Regions from separate parts of the Mus musculus genome. Here region 1 is linked to region 2. Evidence: chromatin contacts called from public Hi-C data. All regions are on one chromosome and are shown on one strand. The core of a region is the stretch at or near the end of the contact, and the rest is flanking DNA. Distances in the headings are between cores, read along the strand shown.

Region 1 (2,941 bases), core at 240-2,739, 250 kb after region 2:
TCTGAATGACTGTGTCTTGCAGTTTGGAATGTACTTGTAGCTAAATCAGGGAGCAGAGACAATTTGAGAGTAAAGACTATCCAGTAAGATCACTACCACAGCAGGCCAGAGTAGAGAAAGCAATGCCTTTGATTTGTATGGTTTGTTTGCTTGTTTGTTTGTTTGTTTGTTTGTTTTGAATGGGAAGATAGGGATTCATATCTTACTTTTGCAGCAATTTTGTTGCATGCCACATTCAACCAAAAGGTCTGCTCTGGGCCTCAAACATGTTTTTTTCAAAAAGAAAACAACCATGGTGCAAATAGGAGAGAGAAATGAGCCTGCATGGAAAAAAAAATAGATACTCCTTAGGTTTTTGAAACACAGATTTGTTTCCCAGGGATGAGAAACAGAAGCGAGTTCTGTTCTGGCCCTGCCTCATTGGTGTCTTTCAAATCAATCAATGATGCTTCGAAGATTCCCTGGTCAGCTCTGCAGCTCTGGCTCTCATAGCCTGGATGTCCAGGCTCTGAGTACTCAGGTTATCTGCAGGGAACCACTTTCTCTCTGCAGCTTCCCATCTTAACTCAAGGCTGCCCCCTCCACCACGCCTGCATTACTTAATGGGGGCAGTGGATTAATGGTTTATGTTAATCAAAGAGCTTTTCACAGAATTTCAGCTCCAGGAGGGATCAGGGAACATGTGAGGGGAAGGGAGGCAAGGCAGAGGGGACTCCAGGGAGCAGGGCCATCTCTGAACAGATTCTTGGGAACAGAAGTTTCCTTTTTTCTGGAAGGCCCGGGGCTGTGGTCATGCAAGAAAAGCGTAAAATAAGCAAAGAGGATTCCCCCTCCAACAAGACAGAGGCAGTTAAACAAAGAATGCTGTTTAAACACAGGCCTTACGATGGTTGCTATCACAGGCTGCAAATCTACAAGGAGGCTTCAGATTTCAAAGACGCGTAAAAGGATGGGCCTGGGGGAGGGGCACCGGGCAAGAGACTCGAAGGTCCTTTAGCTGACAGCTGGCCCGTGGGAACGTCCTGCTGACCCCTCCCTCCTTCCATGCTCAGGAAGATTCCAGAGGTAAAACAGATATTCACCCACCAGGAAATGCTGTCCTGCCTGCCGGAGGGTTGCTGGGGAGAGCAGGCAGGCTCAAAAACTGTCCAGAGACAAGGCTAGGAGCCCACAGCCTGGGGACACTGGAGGGACATGACCTGATGTGGAGATTTGGGCTAAAAATGTAACAGTGGACAGTTGATCAAAGGAGGGTGGGTGGTGTTGACCCGCAAGGGACCGTACAAGAGAGGCTCCCGTCTGTGTTTCCCAAATGGCTTTGGTTGTGAATTCCAATTTCTATCTAAAAATCTGCCTTGTGCTGCTCAGGTAGGGTTTCGTTGCCAAGTGGGGATAGACTTTAAACTTTTCTTGTTAACAAAACCACCCTAATCATCCTGCCCAAAAGAGCCCCGCCCAGAAGTGCTTGGTGTCACACAATTGTCTTGAAACCCCCTGCTGTAACAGCTAGAGTGGCTGGCAGGCTGTCTTTTTTCTAAGAAAACAGGAAGTATCACTCGGTATGAGAAAAAGAAAGAAAGAAAGAAAGAAAGAAAGAAAGAAAGAAAGAAAGAAAGAAAGAAAGAAAGAAAGAAAGAAAGAAAGAAAGAAAGAAAGAAAGAAAGAAAGAAAGAGAGAGAAAGAAAGAGAGAAAGAAAAAAGAAGAAAAAGAAATCCCTTTCCTCAGCACAAAATTATGCCAATTTAAACTTCCTGTTAGTAGAGCGTCGCCAGCAGGGTCTATTTCTTACACCAGCACAGACTTTTTAGATTCTTGGTGAATGTAGTCCTTGGGGAAGCCTGGTCAACTGAGACATTTTAGGAACACTTCCACTGGGCACTGAGAAGCAGGAACATCACAGTTAGGAAAAGCTAACAGTGCACGGGGGGAGGGGGGGCGGGAAACCCTGCAAATCACACTGGCGGGGTAAGACAATACGCAGCTACACGTTACATCACAGCAAAAGTTTGTGTTCTGATACTTGGCCACCTTTCTATACATTAAAACTCTGAAGCTTTGAGTCAGGCAATACGACCGACCCACGGTGGGAGGAAGGGAATGGCTTTTGTCACGTCACATCAGAACCTGGGTTCGTGTGTCGGGCAGGCGCAGCCCCACGAGTCCTCCACACACGAGCACAGTGGAAGCCAGCAGGATGGGGATGGCTTTGGTGATGCTGACCAAGGAGCCGAAGATTAAGTTTCCCAGGACGGCCGCCGCTTTACAGAGGGCGTTCAAGAAGCCGAAGCCCGTTGCTCTGCAAGGGACAGAAACACAGTCAAGGTTTAGAAAATGATGCTCGGGAGTCCAGCTTTAAACTTACACGTTCTGCGCAGTCACCCTGATGGTCTTTACGTGGTTTGTGCCGTATGTTAGTGAAGCAGATAATTAAAATGCTTGTTAGCAAACGCGGAGGCAGAGAAGCCAGCTGTCACTGCTGCGGCCGGTCTCCTGATGACGTACGTACGACTCTACTGACTCTTATTTTGGTACAGAAGAAGAAAAAAAAGCTCTTTCTTGGTCCAATGTGTTGGAAGGATGGTTCTACTAAGTAAAAGTTAATTTCACTCCGTGTAAGTCCTCTCAGGATAAAAGCAGGCTTAAAGCCTCTTTCCGTAGGAGTCAGCTAGCCTCTGCTTAGCTTGGGAGAAGCTGGGCCACCTCCTCTGTCCAGGGAGTGGGACTGGGCGATCTAGCAGGCTCTCAAGTCTTTACAAAAGTGACTTGTTATTTGTTTTATAAGTGTCCAGAATCTTGGTGACACCTCTTAAATAGAGGAAATAAGGAAATTCAAATTTTGTTCCAGTATAAAATACAACTGCCGTCTGTCAGACACTATCAGCCTGCTTCTCAGCGACTCAGCACCTGTAGTTTACTTACGTCAGCATCCAGTGCTGTGCA
Region 2 (2,938 bases), core at 85-2,584:
GATGAAAGTGAAAAATAAGTGAAAATGAAAGTGAAAACATAAGTGGAAGATGAAAAATCTAGGAGGCAGAAGGCACTAATCAACAGAGCTGGACCAAGAATCTGTCTTCCTTCAGAGAAGAGGCCAAGAAGTGTGCACTACTAGGAACCAAGGCCATAACCTAATTTCCTGCCTTCAGACCTATCAAGCCTCCACACCTCTAGGTTTTGTTGAGGACAAGAAATAGCTTCCCCAAAAGGCTGTTGCAATTCAGAAGAGGCAATGACTACACAAGAGTTCTAAAACATCTGCCCATTTGGGTGTCTACACCACTGTCATCTTTCTACACCAGATCACATGCTTAGATGAGGATGTCAGGTAGCTTCAATTAAAAAAAAAAAAGAGATCATTCCAGGTTACCAGACTTAAATGTGTTTGAAGTTTATAAAAGCAAGTCTATTTCTTTAACATTCAAATTAAATGAGTTTCAAATATGAAGTGAGCCGTGGAAGTTTGTACTATCCACACCCTCTCCTACTTATTAAACTGGAGTGTTCGGGAGATGTTAGATCATTCACTAGACATCCCCGTGGTCAGGTTGCTCTAAATACCTTCAAACACCCCCATCCAAGAATGATCTTAGCATAACCAAGTGTGAGAAAGAAGATGTCCACATATCCCTAGGGCTGGTCACCTGGCAAGGCTTGCATTCCAGCGGACCGGATGGAAACCACCTAATTAAGTTCTTGAGAGTGTATCTGACAGCACAACCTGCTGAGGTCATAGTAAATGATGTCACAGGAGCCGAGGAACCTAAGCAGAAGCCCCTTGGACACACCTGCCTCACTCTGTTTATACATGTACAAGATGAATTTTATGAGTAAAGATGGCTGGGCATGGTGCTGTGATTTTCCACTCCATTGCGTATTCTTGGAGAGAGTGAAGTAACCTAGAAGGAATGGCACTTTGCCACATTTTAAAAGCAACCATCTCAAAGACGAAAACTTTCTTGTTGAGGCTATATCGTAAAATGCTATTCTTCTGTGGTTTTGTCATGAAACATGGGGTTTCCAGGAAGACATCAACTGAACATCAAAGTCCGGAAACACATTTAGCAGCCTGTTATCGGATCCACCTTCCACTTAGCACATCTCTTAGCCACAGGCCCAGTGTAGGCCACAAGTAAGAAATGGGAGTGAACCTTTGACAAGTAGGCCAGGACCCTGTTCTTTCATAATTCCCATGAAAATTCTCAACTCTTTCAGATAGTTTGATTACTGTATTGTATGACTCTCATATAATGATCATTATATGAGATTAAAAAGAACAAGAAAGGAACAATGAGAGAGAAGAACAAACAGGTCTGGAGGTTAAGAGAATACCCATGCCATGGAAACAGTGCAGGAGACCAGGGGAGCAGGAGAGGGGCTAGCTGTGTGTGTGTGTGTGTGTGTGTGTGTATCAATAAGAGCGAAGCACATCAATGAAAAATGTCATAACGGAACCCATTTCTTAGTATGTAAACCAAAACTTAATCAAAATTTAGCTTTTCAAGCTATCCCTTTAACCTATGATATTAAACACAATACTTCAGAAATTTTAATAAAAACAGGTGTTGAAGATGGGGAAGGTACCAGAGCATGAAGTAGGAAGGAGGCTGGGGCTAGAAGAATGCAAAAGGGTGGAGTGTGGAGGAAGGCAGAGAGAAAGAGCAACAAAGATGTTTGAATAATGTCATTAGGAAGGCTAATAATTAATATGCTGACTTTTAAAATTAAAGTAATTTTAAATACCTCAGGAAAAAGAAAATACAACAGGAAAAAGAAAAACCAAGCCAATGTCCATACAAATTAAATACTGTATATCAGACTCCCCAAGTGTTAGCAAGGGGACAATATCTGCAATAAGCTCCCTGAGGACCAGCATGTGTCTCCCCCCCACCCCCACCCCCACCGGCCCATGACAAGATGTTGATGGATGGCAGGAATGGCCAGACAGTCGAAAGACTTTAGTTACAAGTCACTTCTGCTTGCAAAGACCACTGTCTCCTTAAGGCATTCAAAGACTTGATTAGTTTTTTTCCCAGCAAAGCAGAGGCTGGGCTGAGAAGGGCGCTCCATTCCCCTCAGTCATTGTGAAGGATAAAGAAAACAGTGTAACTGTGGCACAGAGAACAAACCCACACCTGGGTAGGCAGCAGCACATGCAGACATCCCCAAAACAGACCCAGAGAAGTTAGAAAACACAGATGGGACCTGAAAATTTGTTTTGCCTACCAAGAGAAATCCTACTCAGTGGGGATACACCCCAGAGTGGCAGGAAGCTCAGAGTGTAGACGTGGGAGTCCATAATTTGGGCAGCAGGACAGGGGCTCAGGGACCACTTTCTGTAGTAAAATACATACTCAGATATCCATGCACACACAGAGCAGAGATTTCCACCACCTGCACCCCAGGATGCTGAACATCTGCTCAAATCCCTGCTTCCCTCTGGAGTAAAATCTGGCAAAATCTCCAAGATCCCAAGCCAACACATTAGACAGGCTACTCAAGGTGTCTAATTGCAAAGATTTTACACACCTCAAGAACAGGAAATATAGAGATGGGGAACAGAGAGCTAAGCTGTCCCAAAAGAAGCTTAGATGCACACAGGACATGAGAAGAACAGAATCACGACAATGTCCAGTAAATTCACACCCACTGCACACCATGAAGGCAGTCAACACTTTCAGTGGGATGGAGTCCAAGGGGGGGGGGAAACCATGAAATGCCAAAAAGCAAACTTGGCAAGATGCTCCAGGAAACAGCCAAGATTAGCTGATCAGAAGAATCACGTGTTATTCCACTAGTCCAGAGTTAGATGCAGCATTGGGGGACCAGATCTCACACCCCAGCAAAGCTCATCAAAACAAAAGAGTTTAAGACTAGTGAGAGAAGTGTCTGGTCCATCTGCAAGCTAG

What was found. Hi-C and Micro-C count contacts between places; a contact is called where the count stands out from the background.
Region 1: a Hi-C map of CD8 T cells shows a contact between it and region 2, with 4 times the contacts expected there. The contact joins two enhancer-like sites. A contact is called at or near these places in 12 of 484 Hi-C or Micro-C datasets (the 3T3-L1 cell line, CD4 T cells, CD8 T cells and 7 more), 9 of 115 datasets of contacts at active chromatin or transcription factors (SST interneurons, bone marrow-derived macrophages, embryonic forebrain and 5 more) and 1 of 9 other capture datasets (embryonic stem cells).

Annotation. Positions count from the first base shown.
Region 1 is chr13:95,959,167-95,962,107 of GRCm38.p6, forward strand. It overlaps Sv2c (synaptic vesicle glycoprotein 2c), which reads right to left. Exons shown (of 13, transcript NM_029210.1): 13 at 277-2,297. The coding sequence ends at 2,114. Among named protein-coding and RNA genes, the nearest start is that of Gm24032, 64 kb to the left of the region's middle. Within about 2 kb of position 1,490, at least 124 of the 459 cell types and tissues checked have an H3K27ac peak or open chromatin away from gene starts, as enhancers often do. A contact at or near this core is called in CD8 T cells, memory CD8 T cells, regulatory T cells and 1 more, where this site is marked.
Region 2 is chr13:95,712,032-95,714,969 of GRCm38.p6, forward strand. All of the region lies in intron 12 of Iqgap2 (IQ motif containing GTPase activating protein 2), which reads right to left. All of the region lies in intron 1 of Gm52062 (a long non-coding RNA gene), which reads left to right. Among named protein-coding and RNA genes, the nearest start is that of Gm52062, 7.4 kb to the left of the region's middle. Within about 2 kb of position 1,335, at least 46 of the 459 cell types and tissues checked have an H3K27ac peak or open chromatin away from gene starts, as enhancers often do. A contact at or near this core is called in CD8 T cells, memory CD8 T cells, regulatory T cells and 1 more, where this site is marked.